Regions from separate parts of the Ovis aries genome. Here region 1 is linked to region 2. Evidence: chromatin contacts called from public Hi-C data. All regions are on one chromosome and are shown on one strand. The core of a region is the stretch at or near the end of the contact, and the rest is flanking DNA. Distances in the headings are between cores, read along the strand shown. Region 1 overlaps SPRING1 (SREBF pathway regulator in golgi 1). Region 2 has its middle 33 kb from the start of TRNAW-CCA.

Evidence for each region. A called contact is a pair of places that touch in the nucleus more often than the background predicts.
Region 1: a Hi-C map of hypothalamus shows a contact between it and region 2, with 4 times the contacts expected there. The contact joins two enhancer-like sites. A contact is called at or near these places in 2 of 16 Hi-C or Micro-C datasets (hypothalamus and tail adipose tissue).

What each region holds. Positions count from the first base shown.
Region 1 is chr17:58,301,944-58,306,550 of ARS-UI_Ramb_v3.0, forward strand. The region is part of intron 4 of SPRING1 (SREBF pathway regulator in golgi 1); the gene reads left to right. Among named protein-coding and RNA genes, the nearest start is that of SPRING1, 22 kb to the left of the region's middle. Within about 2 kb of position 2,363, at least 8 of the 54 cell types and tissues checked have an H3K27ac peak or open chromatin away from gene starts, as enhancers often do. A contact at or near this core is called in hypothalamus, where this site is marked.
Region 2 is chr17:58,047,597-58,052,618 of ARS-UI_Ramb_v3.0, forward strand. No RefSeq gene overlaps it. Among named protein-coding and RNA genes, the nearest start is that of TRNAW-CCA, 33 kb to the right of the region's middle. Within about 2 kb of position 2,590, at least 12 of the 54 cell types and tissues checked have an H3K27ac peak or open chromatin away from gene starts, as enhancers often do. A contact at or near this core is called in hypothalamus, where this site is marked.

The DNA of each region.
Region 1 (4,607 bases), core at 1,113-3,612, 250 kb after region 2:
CTGCAGTGGTGGACATTTTAAAAATAGAAGTACAGCCTTTAATATTATAAAGAAACAAAACATCTAGCCACTTAAAGCGAGTGGGTCCAACTGTCATTCAAACGTTTAAACGGGTCCTATATTGTTTCCCAGGACTGCAAGGTCAATGTCTTCAAGGGAACCAAAATCAAAACCACATCACTGCTATCAATGCATTTTATTTGTAAGTGGGTGCTTTCCTAGTTTTTGGTAGGGTCAGTAGTTCCTCCAGTCTTTGGACTTTTTAAATTCTTACATATTTTTATGGAGCATAGTGTAGGGAAGCTCTGGTCAGCTTGCATCTGGGTTATCAAAGTCAGAAATGTTTGCTAAATGAGAAAAAGTGGTATTGGCTATCAGTGAAATTCAAAATCTCAGTCTATGGTGGCCACATGTCCCTATTACTGAGGAGGAGTATGTGTGTTTATAAGTGTAACAGCAGTGTGTGAGCAGCATCCTAATTTTATTGACGAGAGCACAAACATTTAGTGGCCTTGAGTAAATTAACCTCTTCTGGCTTTGGTTTTGTCATTTGTCATAGGCAGGTGATTACTAAGATATCTTGCAGATCCAAAATTCTGATTTTTGTGCCAAAGATCCTGCCACATATAAAGCAAGACTAGAGCCCAGCAACTTGGTCCTTGGCTCTGATTCTCAGAGGGTAAGTGGAGACCAGCCATCTGGAGACTGTTTTCTTCAGACCAGGGCTTCCCCTTCTCTCTTGAAGATTTCAGCTGGGGCTCACCATTTTCTGCCTCTCTCCTCAAATATTAAATAGACACCATATTCTTCTCTGCTGGGACCAACTTATCATGTATTGCTGCTCTGCACCTGTGAAGACAGCTGCTGTGTTTTCCATCATAAAAACAGCTGCCTTTTGGCAAGGAGGCCCAGAATGTGCTTTGTAGCTGTACCTTAACACAGTGCTAAATTATTTAGATATGCTTAACCTGAGATGCTCAGAGCATCTTGGAATTCCTATTTAGGGCTTCTGTAGTTACTGCTCAGTAAAAGGTTTCCCTTTCATATCTTTTGTGATTACTAGGCAGAAATCTCAAAATATAGGAAATTACAAAGATATTAAATTATCAGATCCCCAGCACCCCCCAGAGATAACCACTAATTAAAGTTTTGATGTAAAGTTTTGCCTTTTTTTGTACATAAATGTATATTTTGTGTTAGTACGTAAATAAAGGTAGAATCTTGCTGTATAATATTTTAAAATAAACAGTTCCTATCGGGTTGGCTTAACTCAATTATAGCTAATTAATTTACAGAATGGGAAAAGTGTACATTTTAATTGTATCATCTGGGCCTCAACATAAAGTCAGGGTAGGGCTGAAAGCCCTTTTAGAACTGCACACAAATTTGGCATTGCCTTTCTACATCCCTTTTCTTTTATTTTTACACAGTAGGGAGACAAGTCTTTGTGTTCCTCACAAATAAATTACAGGCATCCTACCTCAGCCAGAGTTGACCCGCAGGAAGCATGAGGAGGTTGAAACCTGTCATGGCAGAACCCCACTTTCTTGAGAGAGCTGAGGAAAAAAGATGAGGGGAGCCCCACTCCGAATATCCCCAACTATGTCATTCATTTCAGTGAATCACTAAGTGCAGCAATCAAGGAAATTAAAAAAATAGAATTATAAAATGTCTGGGAGGGATACAGGGGGACCATCTTTCTGGATACCTGCTTCGGGAAAAGGATGAGGTGAGTTTAAAGCGGCCATGTTTTGTCAAGTTTGTGGTCCACGGGGATGGGTTTTGAGGGCAAGAGGGATGTCAGTTTCTAAAGATGTTCTAGATGCTCCATGGGTTGCTATTTGGAGCTGGCATCCTTTGTGCTTCCCTCCAGAGCCTCAAGAGGCCTGGAGTCCCCCGCACGTGCTGGACTCAGTTTCTCTGAGGAAGTTTTTGCCTGGGCAGCAATCCAGGGTGTGCTCTGAGAGTGTAAGCCCTGACACCCGTGCCCTTCCTAAGCTCTGCCTGCAGCCTGCTGCATGCCAGCTTGGAGGCCTGATATAAATGGTCTTGCAGCCGCTTAGCAGCCAGCCAGGCTCATTTATTTGACACAAATAAGCTCATTGACCTGATTTAACAGAGGGAGGAACTATGGAATCAAGTCCAATATGATCTTAAAGCCCTTTCTTTTCATCACAGTCTTTTCAGACCTTTAAGGATGACTGCCGAGTTAAACGATGCTCATGGGCACTCTGTCAAGGAAAAAAGGGGAAAGAGAAGCTGGAGAGATGGGAGGAAGGGGAGAGGAGAGAGCAGGAGGTGTTGGGGGCACAAACGCCAACAGTTGCTCTCTGTGCCACTTGGGGGCACCAGTTACTTAGGTTTTCTGTCCTCAGCATAGTCCTTGTTGGGAGACCGGGAGACCTGTGCCCACGTGGGCTCCCTCTCACTGAGACAATGAGGCTGTTCTGTAGACGAAGGACCATCTGGTGGTGAGGACAAACCAGGACTCTTTCCCAGAGCCCTGTCGACTTTGTGCACAGGGACTCAGGCATATCCTTTTGCAAAGAAAAGGAAATCTGCTGCTGGTGCCATTGAAGACCTCAGGCTTAACTCGGGGCCTATACCGTCCTCTTCTTCCTCCCCACCCATTTGCTGAGGTGAAATGGAGGATAGTCTCTTGATTGGTCCTACCTGGACAAAAAACATCTGGGAACTGCTTACAGTGTCCCATCCTGCATTGGCCCCATCGCGTTCACACGGCAGTGTCTCCTGAGGCAGGTGTTCTTTCTCATCTTCATTTTAGGAGCCAGGTTCTGACACGGGTTATATTTTTCTCCAGGTTATAGATGCCAGCTTCAGAGCCCCGGAAGGTGCACACGGGCCCAGTCCAGGCACTTTGTGATTGCAGCGACCGTCTTCCAATCATTTCTGGCGCTAAAGGCCTCTTATTTAATCTCAACAACCACACTTATGAAGTTGTAGGTCTTTTTATCCTCATTCTACAGAACTCAGAGATTAATTTCTTTGTCTGGGAAAACATCGTCTTAGTGGTTTAAACCAGGATAGTGATCGAACCCAATCTCTTTTTGCTCCAGGACCTTGACTTTTAGCCCCTGTGATGTAAGTGCCACTGTGGGCTGAGTGCTGAGAAGGAGGTCGAGATGGAGAAGGGGTTATTTGCTTTAAAGCTTGCTATTTGGCCTAGGATTTGGATCATCCTTGATTTAAGCAAAATGTTTCACCTTCTTGCTGCTGGTCCTGCCAGAAAGAGTGTTTGAAGAATGCACTGAAAGAGGATTTTAGCCTTTCAGCACAGCTCTGGTAACTTCCCTTTTCGCCCTGATCAGAGTCCTTATAATGGGCTGAACTGTCTCCTCCTACCCAAATCCATATACTGAATTCCCAACCCTCAGTGCGTTACAGTGTAACCTATTCAGATAAACTGCCTCTGAAGAGGTGATTAAGTTAAAATGAGGCTGTGAGGGTGGCTTCTAATCTACTAGGACTATGTCCTTATGAGAAGAGGGAGAGAAAGCCCTTAAAGAGGGCTTTAAGAAGGCCGCCATCTGCAATCTAAGAATGGCCTTGGGAGAAACAAACCTATTGACGCCTTGATCTCAGACTTCCCAGCCTCCAGGACTGCAGGAGAATAAATTCCTATCCTTTAAGCTCCCCAGTCTACGGCATTTTGTTAGGGAGGCCTGCGGTGACTGATAACAATCCTTGAAGGAAGTGATACTGAGTTACTATGCAAGCCCAAAGGATAGCATGGTGGGTAGCAACACTGAGCTGCACCGCTGGAGTCATCTTGGCGCCAGTGTGTTTCTTTTCTACGAAAGTGAACCTGAGAGCCTGCCCAAGGTTCCTTCCAGCCCTGGCCTTCAGGGGTTCTAGTTTTAGGGTCTAGCCTCAAGTCCTGAAAAGTGCTGCTTTAAACCTGTGATGTTAAACCAGAGGGGCATTTTGCCCCCCAGGGGACATAAGCCAATGTATAAAGACAGTTTTGGTTGTCATGACGTGTGTATGTCTGTGTGCCTCCAGCTGAGGCACACGCTCAAGTACCCTGCACAGCCCCCACCACAGAGGGTTGTCCACTGCTCAGTGTCAGCAGGGTCGAGGTGGAGAAACCCTGGGTTCAGCCTTGTTGCCCTGTGAATGGGGGTGACGAGGGATTGTCAGCTCCGGTCATTCATTCAGCGGGTACTCGCTTAGCACTTACTGTCTGCCTAGCTCTGTGCTAGGTAGTGCAGAGACCTAGAAGAGTCTCCTGGGATTTAAAGTCGGGTTGATCTTAAGCTTCTGGTTTTGGGAACATGGTATTAATACCTAAACATTCTTAGGTGATGATGTTACCATCCTCCTTAGGATAAACCGTCACTTTGGATTTCCAGAGAGCGTTTTTTGCTCAGACGGCCAAGCACCATTTATTGAATCCTGCCTCATTCACAGACTTACACTAGTATAGCTTTGTTGTTCAGTCGCTAAGTCATGTCAGACTCTCTGCGATCTCATGGACGGCAGCATGTCAGGCTTCCCTGTCAGCTTGGTTCTTTTTATAAAGGATTGGAGGAGGGACTTCCCTGGTGGTCCAATGGCTAAGACTCTGCTCCTAATGCAGGTGCCTG
Region 2 (5,022 bases), core at 1,340-3,839:
CTCCAACATCCCTCCCCGCTCCTCCCGCTGCTGGGATCTGGTTGCCAGCAGAAGGAATTTAGAAAGACCTGCAGTCAGGAGAGCTGGTCCCATGTAAGTGCTAGTCAGCGCTCGTCCAGGACGGGCCTGCAGTGAGACACCCGCAGCCTGGCCGAAGTGCACACGCCCCTAGCCCCCGGCCCCTGCCGAGCCCTTTTCCGCCTAGCACGAATGCCAGGGGCCTGCGGAGTCGCTTAGCAGCAGGCCTGCTGGCATGGCCAGCGAGGGCTGAATTTTCTGGGATTCTCCCAGTGTGCTTCAGTCTTCTCGACAAAGGCAGTTCATGAACGTAGTGTTTTTGTAAATAACAGACCTTGCACCTGCCCAGCCTGCATCTGGGAGCGTAGCCACTGTGGGTACAGAGCGTACGTTTGCACTTGTTTAGACCACCAAGGGCTGGCTGGATGTCTTTGGAGCTTTGGCCACGGCTTACCTAAACTGCTAGTTTGAAAGGGATTTATTCACCCCGAGCCTGGTCCGTGCTGCCCAAGAGCATGATGACACCCCACTGTCACGGAGGGAGTCTGACTTCCTTCCACCACAAGGCGGGCCAGAGCCAGCCTGGGGCTCTCCTGCGGGCTCCCAGGGCACCGTGTGCATGAGGTGGTGTTTTCATTCATTTGGTCATCCAGGGAGTGATTGGGGTCGGCTGTTAGTTAGGGCAGACCCACTCCTAGGGAGGGCAGTTATTCCCTAGTCTGCTGGCCTTTGACTGGAAATAACGAGGGTCACTGCCCTGGGCACAAGTCTTTGGCTCCTGTGACAGGCTGGACCAGTGAGTGTGCTCAGGAGGGGCAGAGACCCCGAGTGAGTGTAGCTCTGCCCCTGTCTGAAGTGATGTGTCTGTTGATTTCTCAATTTGCCTGCTGTAGAACAAATGCCCTTGTTTTACAGCTTTTCTCTTATTGGGAATTATACTCATGACTAATCAATGCTAAATCAAATATTTGAAGTCAGTGCTCTGAGGGCCTCGGGCTGTGGGTGGAGGAGACGGAGCAGGGACGTGTCCACAGCGTGCAGGATGAGGGTGAGGTCACCTCTCCCCACGTTCTCCACCCACTTCCCAGGAATTGGGGTGAAGGCAGGATTAGTCCAGTGTTGCCATATGACCAAGGAGAAAATGTTACCAGAACTCTGCTTTTGGCTGTTAGAATACAGCAATTTGACACACACACGGCCATGTGGTAGGTTTACCAAAGGGCTGTGTAATGGAAATCTAATACGAGAAGCTCAAGGGGAACCTGCAGCCACGTTAGACATGAATTATGGATAAAGGAATGGAGTAAGATGGCAGGAACTTTCAGTTTTAGCTGAGCACCCTCTGAGGGAACAAGTTTTCGAGTTATGCCTAGACTTCAGCAGTTTATTTTCTGACCCCAGGGGTGGCTGGGGATGTTCTTTATGTGCTTTGCTAATGGGAAGCAGGTTCATGTGTGGATCTGATCCTTGTCACCGAGCAGGTGAACCCATCTCTGCTGCCTGGGGTTCACCAGGCTGAAGCTCAACCTCACAGCACAGTGACTTGCCGTAGGTTGATGGAGTTAAAAATACAAGTTGCCTTGCAAGCTGTCCTCCCCCACAGTGACCTTGGGAAGGCTCCCAAGGAGCTCCTCCTTGGGAGGAGCCGGGGCTTTCACCACCACCTCCCAGGGTGTCAGTATTGCCTTTGTCTCTGGGCTTCTCCAGAACCGGTGATCAATGCCAGGAGGGATTCAGTGGTTGGAGGAACTTGGCCCCTAGGACTGGGGGCTCTGATGGGCACGTGGTGGCTGCTCTTCCTCCTAACCCACTGGTGGACCAGGTCAGCAGGAACTGGGTTTCCTGTCTTTACCCCGGAAAAGCCCACGGGGCAGCGGTCAGGTGGGCGGATGCACTAAGGTGGATGGATGCGCCCAAGGAGCAGCTTGCAGCCTCCCTCTAGGAATCAAGGAGGGGGCGTTCGCGCTGGGCGAGGGGAGATTGGGACAGGCTCGGTTCTGGGTGTGGGGGAGCCTGCCCACCCATTCTAGGGGCAGAGAAGTTCCCTGGTGGAGCCTCTGCTTGGAAGCCTCCGCTCAGCAGCAGAGGCAGGGAGAGAGCAGGCTAGTGCCCACATGGCACCGGCTGGAGCCCAATGAGAGGGGGCCCTGCCACTGCCCACCCCAGGTAGCGCCATCCAAATTGCCCTGGGCCCTGCACAGCAGCCAGGGAGCCATCTGGCCTGACTGCGGGTGAGGTGGGCAGGTCCGTGTGGTTGGGAATCCGGGGCCTGGCGGCTGGCACCGCTCGCTCCCGGATGCCACAGCCGCTGTGCAGAGCGAAGGCCTGAGTAAGGGAAGGCCAGCAGCCCCCAGCTCTGCCCGTCCTGACCGGCCCCAGTAAGAGAAGGCTGCATCCCCACCAGGCCACTTCTCTCCAGTGGCGAGCAGGGCTGGTTCACTGTGCCCAGTGTTTGCCATCTGGATGCAGGGTGACACACTGTTCTCGCAAATGCAGAGAGTCCTGGCTCTGGAGGGTACGGAGGACTTGGACCAGAACTCCACTCTTGGGGACACTGCGTTTTCCTCGAATCAGCTGAACCCCCTCAGCCAGGGCAGGCTCTCCTTGCAGGGGAAGATGGGGCCCTGGGATGTGTCCTCAAGTGAATCACTCCCTGGGCAGCGCCATCTAGTGGCCGCAGCTGGAATCCTCGGGGAACTCGGGTTTCCCGTGGAGAATCTGACGAAGAGGCACCCTTCCTCCCAGAAAACGCCTTTATGCAGAGTTTCACACACTGTGTGTGGGTCTCCTGGATCCTGGGCTAGGAGCCCCTCTAACAGTGGTTCTGGGGGAAAACTCTTCAACATGCTACGTGAGACTTTTGGGGGGAGAAGGGACAGCTGGTAGAGTGGTGTGCTGGGGGCGCTGGTGCCACACACCTTGCCAGGGTGAATAATTTTGGCAATACACACACTTGAAAAATGTAGTATCAGAACACAGACATGTCATAAAGTGGAAAAAGCCAGACAAAGGTCCCTGGCGTTTGGCCCTCTGGCTCCCCCAGAGGGCTGTCCTGATCTTCAGGGAAGACCTGGGGCTGAGGCTGAAGGAGCAGAGCAGACTTCGGGTCAGTAAGCTAAGAACTCAGCCGGCAGAGGAGTTCCCACGAAACAGCCAGCGGGGACATAGGTGAGGTGGGGCGGGCAGGGGTGCACGTGGGCCCAGATTTCTTGAAGCCACTGGAGAGTGGTTGTTCACAAAGGAACTACAAACGTTTCCCCATCAGGGCGACTTCTTCCGGGACATAAGGTTTACTGCAAAAAAACGCTGACTGAGCTCGGCGTGCCTGGAGGTTATAGTCTGGGTCCAGGAAACTCTTCACAAAACCCAGGTGGTTTATGTTATCAACAGGCTAGGAAGGAAAAACCCCACGCTTGCTTTTTACCCTGGACCTGGCAGTGAATCAAAGTAGCTGAAAACTATTTTTATTTTCAGTAAAATTTTCTGGGTCTAATTTCTTTTGAACTCTTTCATTATCCTTAATTCCTGCAAAGCTAAGAGGGAGACTCTATCTGCAAAATGAACAGTGAAATCAGACTGCAAGGGGGCTGCTGCTTAAAGGAGAAGCTACTTTCCCCAGTGGTGAGACTCTGAGAGATGGGCACCACGCAGAGCAGTGTCACTCGGGGGTCACAGCAGTGAGATCAAGCACAATACATGCGTGATTCGCCAGCTGCAGGCCAGCTTCATCTGGGAAGTGATGGGGCTTTCTGAAGGGAAGCAGGAAACCCCACTGACACAGCTGCGCTCTCGGGAGGAGGGACGGGTCCCAGAGCCTCTCTCTCTCTCTCTCTCTGGCTCTGTCATCCTCTCTAGCTGGATGTGCATCTTTTATGATGAAGACCTTAATCTGAAAAAGAAAGCCTTCCACAACCCTCAGGACTCAAAAGTTCTAGGACTCCAGGTAATGGTGGGTTTCCCAACCATATGTCCATGCTTGTGAACAGCAGGAAGGCTGCACTTTGCTCTTGGATCAGTGTAGGCAAATTATCCCCACGCTGAAAATATACTTACTCTGTTTGATAGTCCCTTGGGCCTTCTTTTTTAAAATCTTTATCAACAGTTGTATATTTCATCTTTTAAAAAAACTGCTTTTGGCTTTAGGATCAACTTCACCATTTGTTGGTGTTCATGAGATTTCCCTGGTGGCTCAGATGGAAAAGAATCCGCCTGCAATTCAGGAGACCCTGGGCTGGGAAGATCCCCTGGAAAAGGGAATGGCAACCTACTCCAGTATTCTTGCCGGGAGAACCCCATGGACAGAGGAGCCTGGTGAGCTGCCCTCCATAGCGTAAAGAGTGGTCCCCGACTGAGCAACTAACGCTTAAACACTGGTTCACTGGTGCTTTTATCCTTGGCGCCTGCCTGCTGCTGGGGGTCACTAGGGCCTCTCTCGAGCGTTCTGGGGTGCCCGCTCAGTGCACTGGCTTCCTGCCTTGTCTTCCATTAAGTCGTAAGGTCTCCCTGCCCCATCCTGGCCTCACACCCCTGGGTCTGGATGGTCAGCGCTTCCACTGACCCCTTCCTGGTTTCGGTTTCTGTTTCCCTCTTGAAAAGCAAGTTCGATTCATGCTGCTTACAGCGGAAACCAACCCAATGTTGTAAAGCAGTTCTCCTCCAATTAAAAGTATAAAAACCCCAAGTTAATCCAGGAGCGCCTGGAGTTTCCAGGTCTTCGCTCTGCTTAGCACTCTGTTGATGTCTGATTGTAACCCGCTGGGACTGGGGGCCCTGGATTGGGCCTGTCTGCTGGTACTGCTCTTATCTGAGCTGCTCCTTGTGGCCTCCATACATGGTCATTTCTTGTGTGTGGCCTGTGGGTATCTGAAAAGGTACAGAATCCTATCTACATCCACTGTGTTGAGCTTATAAATTATATTAAGTATGTCTTCCAAATCCTTTCATGTTTTTACTGATTTGATCTGACCACCCACTGTGAGCACGGCTTTGTCTGTTTAGCTCCAT